Regions from separate parts of the Sus scrofa genome. Here region 1 is linked to region 2. Evidence: chromatin contacts called from public Hi-C data. All regions are on one chromosome and are shown on one strand. The core of a region is the stretch at or near the end of the contact, and the rest is flanking DNA. Distances in the headings are between cores, read along the strand shown.

Region 1 (5,788 bases), core at 1,073-3,572, about 22 Mb before region 2:
CAGCCGCAGCTCCTATTCGACCCCTAGTCTGGGAACGTCCATGGGCCACAGGTGTGGCTGTAAAAAGACAGAAGTAAAGAAATCCAGAATCTCATTCCTCATCCCAAATCTGATGACTCAGAACCCACATTTTAACAGGCCCTCGGGTGATTACAGTGCACGTGAAGTTTCAGGCTCTGCTGTGTTGCATCACGTCGACCCTGATGTGAAGCAGGACCCCTGTTAATGAAGGAAGGGCAGTAAAAGCTGAGGTTGTGCTCATTAACTCATGGGAAGGTTATCTCCTAATCCAGCATCAGAAACGTGCCCCAGCATATATCATTTTTCTGTGACTATTTTTAGTCTTCAATCATGGAGACCCTTTTCGCCTTTTAAAATCTTTGATTTGTTACGTTCAGGTCACCTTCGGGGTTGTTTGGGTTATTTCTTTGGGGGGTTTTGTGAGGTTCTTTGCATTTTTTAAAAATCCTCTCACAGGGCAGTATTGGCCTTTGGTGAATAAGTAGAGAGAACAACTTGCTAATTGGGTCTAATTATAGCGTCTGTGCAGAAAATAATGACGAACGTCTGAAAATAAGCACTCCTATGGCGTGTCTCATGTTGTCATCCTGGCAGCTCTTTCTTCAGGTCCCAGTAAATGACAACTAAAGGCTGGCTGTTCTCTGTCACTGTGTCCAAAAGCTGAGTGATCCAGTTCACACCTATTTGCTAATAACCATGGAAGGAGATAGATGATGATATGATACGCTGGGATTTTTAAAGCACGACGGAATTTGATATTAAAGGATCCTTAGCTGCCTGAGAATAAAAGGAGAGCTGGGAGAAGCTTGTTACAGTAGAAGTACTGTCTACACTTAGAGTTGACAGTACCACCCACTGTGGCATAGTGTAGAAACTCATGGGGCCGCCGCTGCCTGTCACAACTAGGGGTGGCATTTGCATGGGTGCAAGCCAGGGATGCTGGATGCCCTGCAATGCACTTTAAAGAATTGTCCCCTATGAAGCTACTTCGGAGCAGATGGGCCAGACATGTTTAGGGAGAGGGGAAAGTGTTCCTATCACTAAAATATAAACTTATTATATATATATATTTGTATTTTTATATTTTTATTCATCTTATAAATATTTTGTTACATTTTACATTTTATAAAAAATGTTTATATCTCTATATAATATAGATCTCTCTCTATATATGTGTATAATATAGAGAGATATAAACAAAAAACATTTTAAATACATGCTGAATTTCCCAGGAACGCAACCACCGTATTAATTGAGGTGATATTATTCTTTGTCTTGTTTAGAACTTTACTATATATTTTGCATAGTTTTTAATTAAAGTGTAGTTGATTCACAATGCTGTGCCAATTTCTGTGGTACAGCAAAGGGACCCAGTCTCACATACACACACACACACACACACATTCTTTTTCTCATATTATCTTCCATCATGGTCTATCCCAGGAGATTGGATATAGTTCCCTGTGCTATACAGCAGGATCTCGTTGCTTATCCATTCTAAATATAACAGTTTGCATCTACTAACCACAAACTCCCTGTCCATCCCACTCCCTTCCCCCTCCCCCTTGGCAACCACAAGTCTGTTCTTTTATGTCTGTTGGTCTGTTTCTGTTTTGTAGATTGGTTCATCTGTGCCATATTTTAGATTCCACATATAAGTGATATCATATGGTATTTGTCCTCTTTCTGACTTACTTCACTTAGTATGAGAATCTCTAGTTCCAGCCATATTGCTGCAAATGGCATGATCTTATTCTTTTTTAGGGCTGAGTAGTATTCCATTGTGTATATGTACCCCATCTTCTGAATCCATTCATCTGTCGATAGACATTTAGGTTGTTTCCATGTCTTGGCTATTGTGAATAGTACTGCAATGAACATACCGGTGCATGTATCTTTTTGAATTATAGTTCTGTCCAGATGTATGCCCAGGAGTGGGATTGCTGGATCATATGGTAATAGAACTTTATGTTTATTTCAGAAAAAATAATATCAATGCTGCTATTGGCCTGCCTGTGTAGCTGTTGAATTCATACTGATCTCTCCGTCTTATAATGTCTGCTGTGTAGTGGTACCTGAGCATTTGTACATTCAAGTGCCTCTTATTTGTTTTAAATTTCTCCTTTATTTCCTCTTTATATAATTAAGTGAGGACATTCTGTTGGTTGTTTTTTTAAATGTATGTGACCAGGCAAGATTTTTTTATTGATTACATCTGAGGATACCTAAAGAGTGTGGGATCTGATAGGTTTGAGAACCTGTCTGACATAGACAGCTCATTAGCTCTTGTCTAAAAATAGTAAAGGCTCAGTTTCAATCAGAGTGTAGGAAGGTTCTCAGCCCATGGAAGATGCTAGAGAGAAGGATGGTTTGGGGTTGCTGGGAGGTGGAGCATGTACTGGGCAGAGAAGGCAGAGCTCGGGCTCAGAAGTTCCCAGACTTGAGTGCCAAGCTCTCCCCTGACACTTGGGACTGGCTGGCCTTGATCACCCTCCTGAGCTCAGGCCTCTGGGCATCCTTGTGGAGTCAAGAGGAATATGAAGTGTTCCCGTTGCGACTCAGGGGTAACAAACCAGACTGGTATCCGTGGATGCGGGTTCGATCCTTAGCCATGCTCAGTGGGTTAAGGATCTGGTGTTGCCATGAGCTGTGGTGTAGGTCGCAGACACGGCTCAGATCCCACGTTGCTGTGGCTGTGGTGTAGGCCGGCAGCTGCAGTTTCCAGTTCAACCCCTAGCCTGGGAACTTCCATATGCCCTGAAAAGGCCCTGAAAAGACAGGAAAAAAAAGAAAAAAAAGTGAATGTGAGAGATAATGACCTTAAAAAACTTGGCAGAATGGTGCAAAAATGTTACAGATTATAAATAATATACATAGAAACCTCAATATCATGCGACTCTGAAAATGACAACTAAAGAAGCCGTAATACTGGCTTCCAGCCAGGTTGACTTGAGTTTTCTGTGATTCTCCAGGGGTGGAATGGGTCTAGACTCCACAATCCAGGCTCTTTAGGTTATTACGACACCCGCACCCAACTGCAGGTAAAACTTGAACCTCTTTTGCCATCAAATTTTCTTCATCACATTACACCAGACACCCTACCATCCCTACATTCTCTTCCAGCAAACTTGTGACTTTCCCGTGGCAACTTAAGTGCCTTTGCCACATGTTGGGTTTTTTTGTTTGTTTTTTAATAGTCACTGCAATTATGTTAAGGAAGAGGAGATGAGCAAAGGTATTTCCCCTGCCACTCTCTTCCTCCTGATCTTCCTCAGTCAACCCGGAATCCACTTGGTGCTAAGCCCCATCCTGCAGTTCTGGGGCCTTTTCCTGGATCCACGTGTTGGCTCCTTAGGAGACTTTAACTAGAATTAAGCCTCCCTCCCACTCCAGCTTCCCTCCCCTACCAAACTATTCCTGTTTTCCTTGTGTTTGTGCTCCCCCGGAAACTGTGCAAGCTTGGATCCAACAGCAACTTTCCCTATAGATTCTTTCCTAGTCTGTTTAATTTCAGGTACAAGAAGGATAGACTTTCCAAGTATCCCAGATCTTTTAAAGAATGCTTTCACTTTTACCTCCTTGAGGGGGAGGTCACTAAAGCCATGCAAATAGCACTGCTTTGCTGCCTCTTCGCTCCCCTCCCCACCCCAGGGACATCTTGGGGGGGCGGTTAATGGAGGCAATGTGAGTTTGTAAGACAATGTGAGTTACTATTTTGCATTAAAATTCCTTTTAAATGATAAGGAACCGAATCCCCTGCTTTGTAGTGCAAAGAGATGGCTGCTTAGTCTGTTTGATTTGGGAAGAATTATTTCAGGTTTCTTTTGAAAGTTAAATGCTAGTCCTTAGAAAAGTCACCAGATGGCCCCTTGAGTCTATTCTGATCTTTCTGTCCTTTTTCCCCCCTCCTCTTCTCCACCTCTTTATTCACTTGTCAGGGTTTGTTCACACAGATTCCTTGAGTTTTTGTCTTCGACGGGATGGTCTGGTTAAGTGTGGTATAAACACATCCCTTCCTGGTCCTGTTACAAAGGCTGCACTCTTAGCACTTCATGCCTGGTTCCTTTAAACTCCTGACTGCATTTTGGGAGGTGTCTACCTTCTTCATGCTGCTTCTCAGCATTGGCATCTCAGATGGTAAGAGCCAGTGCACCTGGGGCAGATACTGCCTCCTGCTCCGACATTTCTCTTTGGTCTTGTCCTGTTAAAATTAGACCCAGGTCCTTATTTTTATATCAATGACATTTTCTTTTATTAATTTTTTTTAACTGAGTGTAATTAACATAACGTTATTAGTTTTGGCTGCTGTGCAGAGCGGTCTGCAGCAGAATAGGTCAAGCCTGGAAGCAGCGAGACCCACAAGGAGGCTCCTGAATAGACTCGTGAGAGATGACCCAAGACTAGGTTGGTGGCCTGAGGGGTTAAGAAGCAGTCAGATCCTGGTTCTAGAGTTGATGGGGTTTGCTGCTAGGCCAACTGGAGGCCCGTGAGCACAAGAGGGAAGGCAAGAGTAATCATACACAAGGTTCTTGATTTTAGCAGGTGGAAGACTCGTGTTTTCATTTAACTGATGGGGAAGGTCTGAGGAGGATCAAGGTTTGAAGGAGAGACTGGTTATCAGACGTGCTATGTTTGAAGTGCCCATCAGACACCCAAGGCTGTGGGCTATGAGTCTTCTAAAACTGTCAGTCCTTGAATTCAAGGTCATGTCGTGGTCATCTTTGGGTTCTCCAGTTAATTTGCAGAAGTACTTGCTCACAGGACCCCTAACACTAGTGTTTGGGTTCATGGAATTCAGATTTGCATATGTGGCAATTTCGGAAAGTGGCCTGTGGTTTCACCTGCATTTTCATATTCTTTTTCATCCTCATCTGTCAAATCAGAAAAGAGACAATGGGGGGGAGATGCTATATGAAACTTGCTGAAAATGGGTAGAACCAGAAATGATGCTGACAGGAGGTTTAGAAGTACAAAATGGCTAGTACTCAGACCAAATATAAGTCAATTAACATAAATCATCAGTCTCTGATTTGCATGCATATCTTACCCAAGTTGGCTGACTCAACAGCTGCTTCTGTGACTACAGCTGTGTAATTCCTCTGCATTTCCTTTTTGCATGAAAAAAGCATTCCAGTTTGTCATTGCTTCATCCTTTGCCATTTTATATTAGGTTCTTGCTTTTTATTTTATTTTATTTTTTTTTAACCTGACCATAAGGTTGAGAAAGTCTTGCACCTGTCTCCCATTCTGTTGAACCAACTGTTTCATTTGTTTTCACTTGGGGTTTTTGTTTTGGGTCCACTTGGGGCTTTAGTATTTGCCTTTGGGGTTCTCCAGGCTTGGAAATGCTTCTCTCAGGAAACTTCCTTATCCCTGGTTGAAACTTGCAGGGCGGAGGGCCTTCCAGGTAGAGAAAGTAGTCCTCATGGGCGAAGGGGCAAGCAAGGTGAGGGCAGGTGCTTAGGGTGTTGTGGCTGCAACATCAGCTTCACAGGAGGGTGAAGAGAGTGAAGAACAGGTGATAAATAGGGTTTAAGGGTCATTGTGGGCTATGCAATGGAATATAGAAAATGAGGAGTTTCAGAAGCTGGAGTTCCTTTCATGGCTCAGTGATTAACGAACCTGACTGACATCCATGAGGACTCGGATTTGATCCCTGGCCTCGCTCAGTAGGCTGAGGATCCGTCATTGCCAGGAGCAGTGGTGTAGGTCACAGAGGCAACCTGGATTCCGAGTGGCTGTGGCTATGGTGCAGGTCGGCAGCTAT
Region 2 (5,555 bases), core at 928-3,427:
CTAGTATCCATGAAGATGCAGGTTCAAGCCCTGGCCTCGCTCAGTGGGTTAAGGATCTGAGAGCTGTGGTGTAGGTTACAGACACAGCTCAGATCTGGTGTGGCTGTGGCTCCAATTTGACCCCTAGCCTGGGAACTTCCATATGCCGCACCTGCAGTCCAAAAAGGAAAAAAAAAAAAAAAAAAAAAAAAGACAATGACTGCCATGTACTGGTAAAGAAAAATTATTCTGATCCTTGATAAAATGGTAAGGAAATTTTTATTCAAGACTCTACTGCAAATGCAGCATGACTACTGCCATCACAGGGAGACACTCTGCTCAACTCTGAGTACAGCAAAGCCTGCTGAGGGTGTAGAGTCAACAAGCAGGGGGTGGGGTCAGTGGGTGGAACAGTACTAAGAGTAGGGGGATTCCTGCTAAGCTGGCCTAACAGGACTCTTGCTACAGGCAGGTGGGCCCAGGGTGAGACATCAAAGATAAAGGATGAGTAGCTTGATCAGAGGGGGAAGGATGAGTTTAGTGGCATTCCTTGCTGAGCCTGGGCCGGGCAGGCCAAAATCAGGATGGATGGAGGCGGGGGCGAGGGTGGCAAGGGACAGAGTCCTAGTTATGTGGTGGGCTCCATGGAGCCTGACTGAACTGTAGCCAGGAAGAGCCCCTGTCACTGCTTGGCACTGCCCGACCCACCCTGGTCAGCAAAAATGGGAAAGCTAAACCTGCTATCATCAGTAAATGCTGGTGATGCAGACAGGTACCTCTAAAAACACACTTCTCACACCTGTTACCCAAGTGCAGTGCCAAAGCCACTCTTTAATATCGAGTGTGGCCCAGAGGAGCACAACGGGTTGGAGACGGTGCATCGCGGGTGGTATAAACTGTCTTTCCAGAATAGGCCCGAAAGGCTTGACTAAAAAAATCATTAGCCCACATGAAGAGCATCGAGGGACTTCCTGGCAGCAATCCTAAGTCATAAGGGGGTCTTCTCCCACCCAAGAGCACGGCTGGTGTGAGGTCAGCCCCGGGGCTGGGTGTGGGGCCATATAGAGCCTCCAACACACATGACTCTGCCCACACCAGCCACTGAGCACACACCTCGGGTGGCAATAACAGAAAACCCCTGGGGCCCCACCACCCAGCAGCTTCAAATGCTCCATGACATCCACACAGACAGGACAAATAGGACACCTGGAGGTCCACGCTCCGGGAGCTCGCAATCCAGTAGTTGAAGCCCAGGACGATGATACAGGCCACCAGGGCGGCCAGCACGAGGGGCGGCGACTTCATGCTCCGACGCCCGTTGCCCAATCCCATCATCTCAAAGGCCGGCTGAGGACTCTGCCAAATCAAAACAAACACACAGGCCTCAGGACCAGGAGTAACCATGCCCCAAGCATGCCGTCAACCCCCTCCCCCCCATCACAACAGGAAGGCGTCCTGCAAAGCTGTGAGTGAAGAACGCGCAAGCAGCACACCCAGAGCCAGGGGCCTGGGCCCTGGGCAGGGTGGCCAGATCCCCGGGGACAGGCTTGTGGGAGTGAGTCCCATGCCAGGAACCCATCACCCAGCAGCCGAGACCTGGGCAGGTAAGAACTTCTCACACTGCAGCTTTCTCGCCTGTAAAATGGGGATGACGGCAGTTTCTATCTCCCAGCACAGGCTGAGAAATCACCCCTGTAGAAGCAAAAGCAAACGTTAGGGCCGCTGCATCACACAAGACAGACACCAGTTCTCATTATCCCCCAAAGAAGCCTTTCTGATCGATTCCTAAGAAAGTAAGGTTTGGGGGTTTTTTTGGCTTTGGTGTTTTTTACCGTGGTGACCGAATTATCAACAACACCCTGGTACAGTGTTTCTGGAGCCAAGCAGGAAGGCCTCCTGTGGGGGGTGAGGTCAGCACGGGCGGGGCCCTGCGCTGGGAAGGGGCCCTGGGGCAGAGCCGAGCCACACGCCCTGGCGTCCTCTGAACACTGCTCTCCAGCTTCTGTGCAGCACAGCAGACTGAGGAAGGGGCTTCAAGGGCTGCCCAGAGCATCAAGCTCCTTACAAGAAACACAAAGACAAGAAAGGAGCTGTGTTTTGCTCATGGACTTCAACCCCAGCCTAGGTCTGGCGGGGCCCTGGCGCGGGTCAGCAAGGACAAGGGAGGCCCGCTTCTCTCGATGGCTCTGGCTGAGCCAGATCAAACAGGATCTCATCAGAGGGAGGGCAGCACACACGATATACACAATCAACAGCCTCTCTGAGAACAGATATGCTTTGGTGCCAAGTGTGGCCTGCAGCGGAGGAGGTGAGGGAGCGGGAAACAGAGCGAGAAGGTGGAAGAGAGACCAGCAAGGACTCAGCCTTGACGTAAAGGAGAACAGGGGAGAGCTGACAGAGCAGCTCCCACCCGATGGTACCCCAAAGTGGGCCCCTGGGACACATCCTCTCCCGAGGTACCAGTGTGGGAGCCCTGCATGGGGATGCACAAGCAATTTAGTTGAATCACCTAGAACGAAGCACCTCTGGAGTTCTCGTTGTGGCTCACCAGGTTAAGAATCTGTCTAGTGGAGTTTTCTGTCATGACTAGTAACCATGAGGATGCAGGTTCAATCCCAGCCTCGCTCAGTGGGCTAAGGATACGGCATTGCCATGAGCTGTGGGGAAGGCTGGCAGCAGCAGCTCTGATTCAACCACCAGCCTGGGAAATTCCATGGGTGGAGCCATTTAAAAAAAACCAATAAAATAAAAAGTAATCAATCCTGAGCCTCTTTTATTGCTTCTGGATTTTGTTTACATTTAAGAAACACATTTCCAAGAATGGAGCTCACCTTATCTCATAAAAGCAACAAAGTTACAACCAACTGCTGAACAACCTTCAACAAAATAGACCCCAAACTATCAAAAGAGATATCCTACTCCAGAAGACAGAGAGGAGGCCACACTGAGACAGTAGGAGGGATGATTACCTGATATAAGGAACCCCATACCCAGCAGGGTGAGAGGCCCACAGACTGGAAAGTAACTACATTGCAGAAGTTCACCCAAGGGAGTGAGAGTTCTGAGCCCCACATCAGGTCCCCACGCCTGGGGATCTGGCATAGGGAGAAGGAACCCCCAGAGCATCTGGCGTTGAGGGCCAGTGGGGCTTGTGTGCAGGAGCTCCTTGGACTGGGGGAAATGGAGACCCCACTCCTGAAAGGCACACATAGGCTTTCAGGAGCACTGGGTCCCAAGGCAAAGCAGAGACTCCATAGGAATCTTGGTCAGACCTGACTGCAGTTCTGGGAGAATCTCCTGGGAAAACAGGGGGTGGTTGTGGCTCATTGTGGGGGAAGGACATTAATGCAAAGGTCTCAGGAATGATCAACAGTGTGCATTTCTCTGGAGGTGGCCATTTTGGAAAAATCTGACCCCACCCATCAGGGCTGAGAAGTCCCAGTCCAAACAATAAACTAGGTGGGAACAAAGCCTCACCCATTAGCAAACAGACTGCCTAAAGACCCCACCCCCCCACAGGCATTGAGCCACCTCTAATCACACCCAAAGCCCCGTCCACCCACCAGAAGCTTAAGAATCAGCTTCACCTACCAGTGGGCAGGCACAGTCCCTCCCATCAGGAAGCCTGCAGCAAGGCCCCACACCAACTTCAGCCACAAGGAGAGCAGACATCAGAAGCAAGAACAGGCTACAACCCTACTGTCTGCATAAAGGAGACCACACCACAAATCGATACAAAATGAAAAGGCAGAAAGAATTATGACTCAGATAGGAATGAGGAAAAAAAAAAAAAGCAGCTAAGTCATCTGGAGATTACAAACTTCCATGAAAAACAATTTAGACTAATGATAGTAAAGATGATTCAAGATCTTAGAAATAAACTGGAGGCAAAAACTGGAGGCGAAGATGGATAAATTACAAGAAACACTGAGCAAAGAAATAGATTTAAGGATTAAGCAAGCAGAGTTGCAAAATACAATAACTGAAATAAAAATTGACTAGAAGCAGGGGAATTCCCATTGTGGCTCAGTGGTTAAGGAATCTGACTAGGACCCATGATGTTGCAGGTTTGATCCCTGGCCTTGCTCAGTGGGTTAAGGATCCGGCGTTGCCATGAGCTGTGGTGTAGGTCGCAGACACGGCTCAGATCCCACATCACTGTGGCCCTGGTGTAGGCCAGCGGCTACAGCTCCAATTAGACCCCTAGCCTGGGAACATCCACATGCTGCAGGAGCGGCCCTAGAACAGGCAAAAAGACAAAAAAAAAAAAAAAAAATTCACTAGAAGCAAACAACAGCAGAATACAGGAGACAGAAGAATGAATAAGCCAGGTGGAGGACAGACTAGTGGAAATCACTGATGCAAAAAGAGAAAAAAGACTGAAATAAAGACAGTCGAAGAGAACTCTCAGACAACATTAAACACACCAATGTCCATATTATAGGGATGCCAGAAAGAAAAGAGAGAGAGAAAGGGCCAGAGAAAATATTAAGAGATAATAGCTAAAACCTTCCCTAACATGGGAAAGGAATCACCTGCTGAAACCCAGGAAGCACAAACAAGTACCATATAAAATAAATCCAAGGAGGAACACACTGAGACACATATTAATCAAACTGACCAAATTTAAAAACAAAAAGAAAATACTGAAAGCAGCCAGGGAAAAGAAACAAATAACAAACAAGGGAACTGCCATAAGGTTATCAGCTGATTTTTCAGCAGAAACTCTGCAGGCCAGAAGGGAGTGGCACGATATACATACAAGTGATGAGAGGAAAAAACCTCCAAGATTACTCCACCCAGCAAGGCTCTCATTTAGATTTGAAAGAGAAATTGAAAGCTTTATAGACAAGCAAAAGCTAAGAGAATTCAGCACCACTAAACCAGTTTTACAACAAATACTGAAGGAACTTCTCTAGATGGAAAAGGCCACAACGAGAAACAAAAATATTGCAAATGACAAAGCCCACCAGTAAAGGCATATGTAAAGATAGAAACCGTCCACACACAAATATGCTACCAAAACCAGAAATTGTAAGAAGAGGAAGATACAACTGCCGAATACTGGAGATCCACTTGCCATTAAGAGACCAACAACTTGAAACAATCTTGCATATATACAGACGCCTATATCAAAATTTCGTGGTAACTGCAAACCAAAAATCTACAATAGCTACATATGCAAGTAAGAAAAAGCAATCCAAACACAACACTAAAGATAGTCATCAAACCACAAGAGAACAAGAGAAGAAGGTAAGAAAAAAGACCCACAAAAACAAATCCAGAACAGTTAATAAAATGGCAATAAGAACATATATAGCAATAATTACCTTAAATGTAAATCGACCAAATGCCCCAACCAAAAAAACAGACTGGCTGAATGGATACAAAAACAAGACCATATATATATATATACTGTCTACAAGAGATCCACTTCAATTCTAGGGACACATACAAATTGAAAGTGAGAAGATGAAAGAAAACATTCCATGCAAACGGGATCAAAAGAAAGCTGGAGTAGGAGTTCCCGTCGTGGCGTAGTGGTTAATGAATCCGACTAGGAACCATGAGGTTGC

What was found. A called contact is a pair of places that touch in the nucleus more often than the background predicts.
Region 1: a Hi-C map of omental adipose tissue shows a contact between it and region 2, with 7 times the contacts expected there. The contact joins two enhancer-like sites. A contact is called at or near these places in 7 of 47 Hi-C or Micro-C datasets (embryonic fibroblasts, liver, mesenteric adipose tissue and 3 more).

The regions. Positions count from the first base shown.
Region 1 is chr10:50,944,530-50,950,317 of Sscrofa11.1, reverse strand. All of the region lies in intron 2 of KIAA1217 (sickle tail protein homolog), which reads left to right. Among named protein-coding and RNA genes, the nearest start is that of KIAA1217, 85 kb to the left of the region's middle. Within about 2 kb of position 2,322, at least 5 of the 83 cell types and tissues checked have an H3K27ac peak or open chromatin away from gene starts, as enhancers often do. A contact at or near this core is called in omental adipose tissue, where this site is marked.
Region 2 is chr10:29,133,478-29,139,032 of Sscrofa11.1, reverse strand. It overlaps GOLM1 (Golgi membrane protein 1), which reads right to left. Exons shown (of 10, transcript XM_021064635.1): 2 at 1,186-1,335. The coding sequence starts at 1,314. Among named protein-coding and RNA genes, the nearest start is that of GOLM1, 19 kb to the right of the region's middle. Within about 2 kb of position 2,177, at least 23 of the 83 cell types and tissues checked have an H3K27ac peak or open chromatin away from gene starts, as enhancers often do. A contact at or near this core is called in omental adipose tissue, where this site is marked.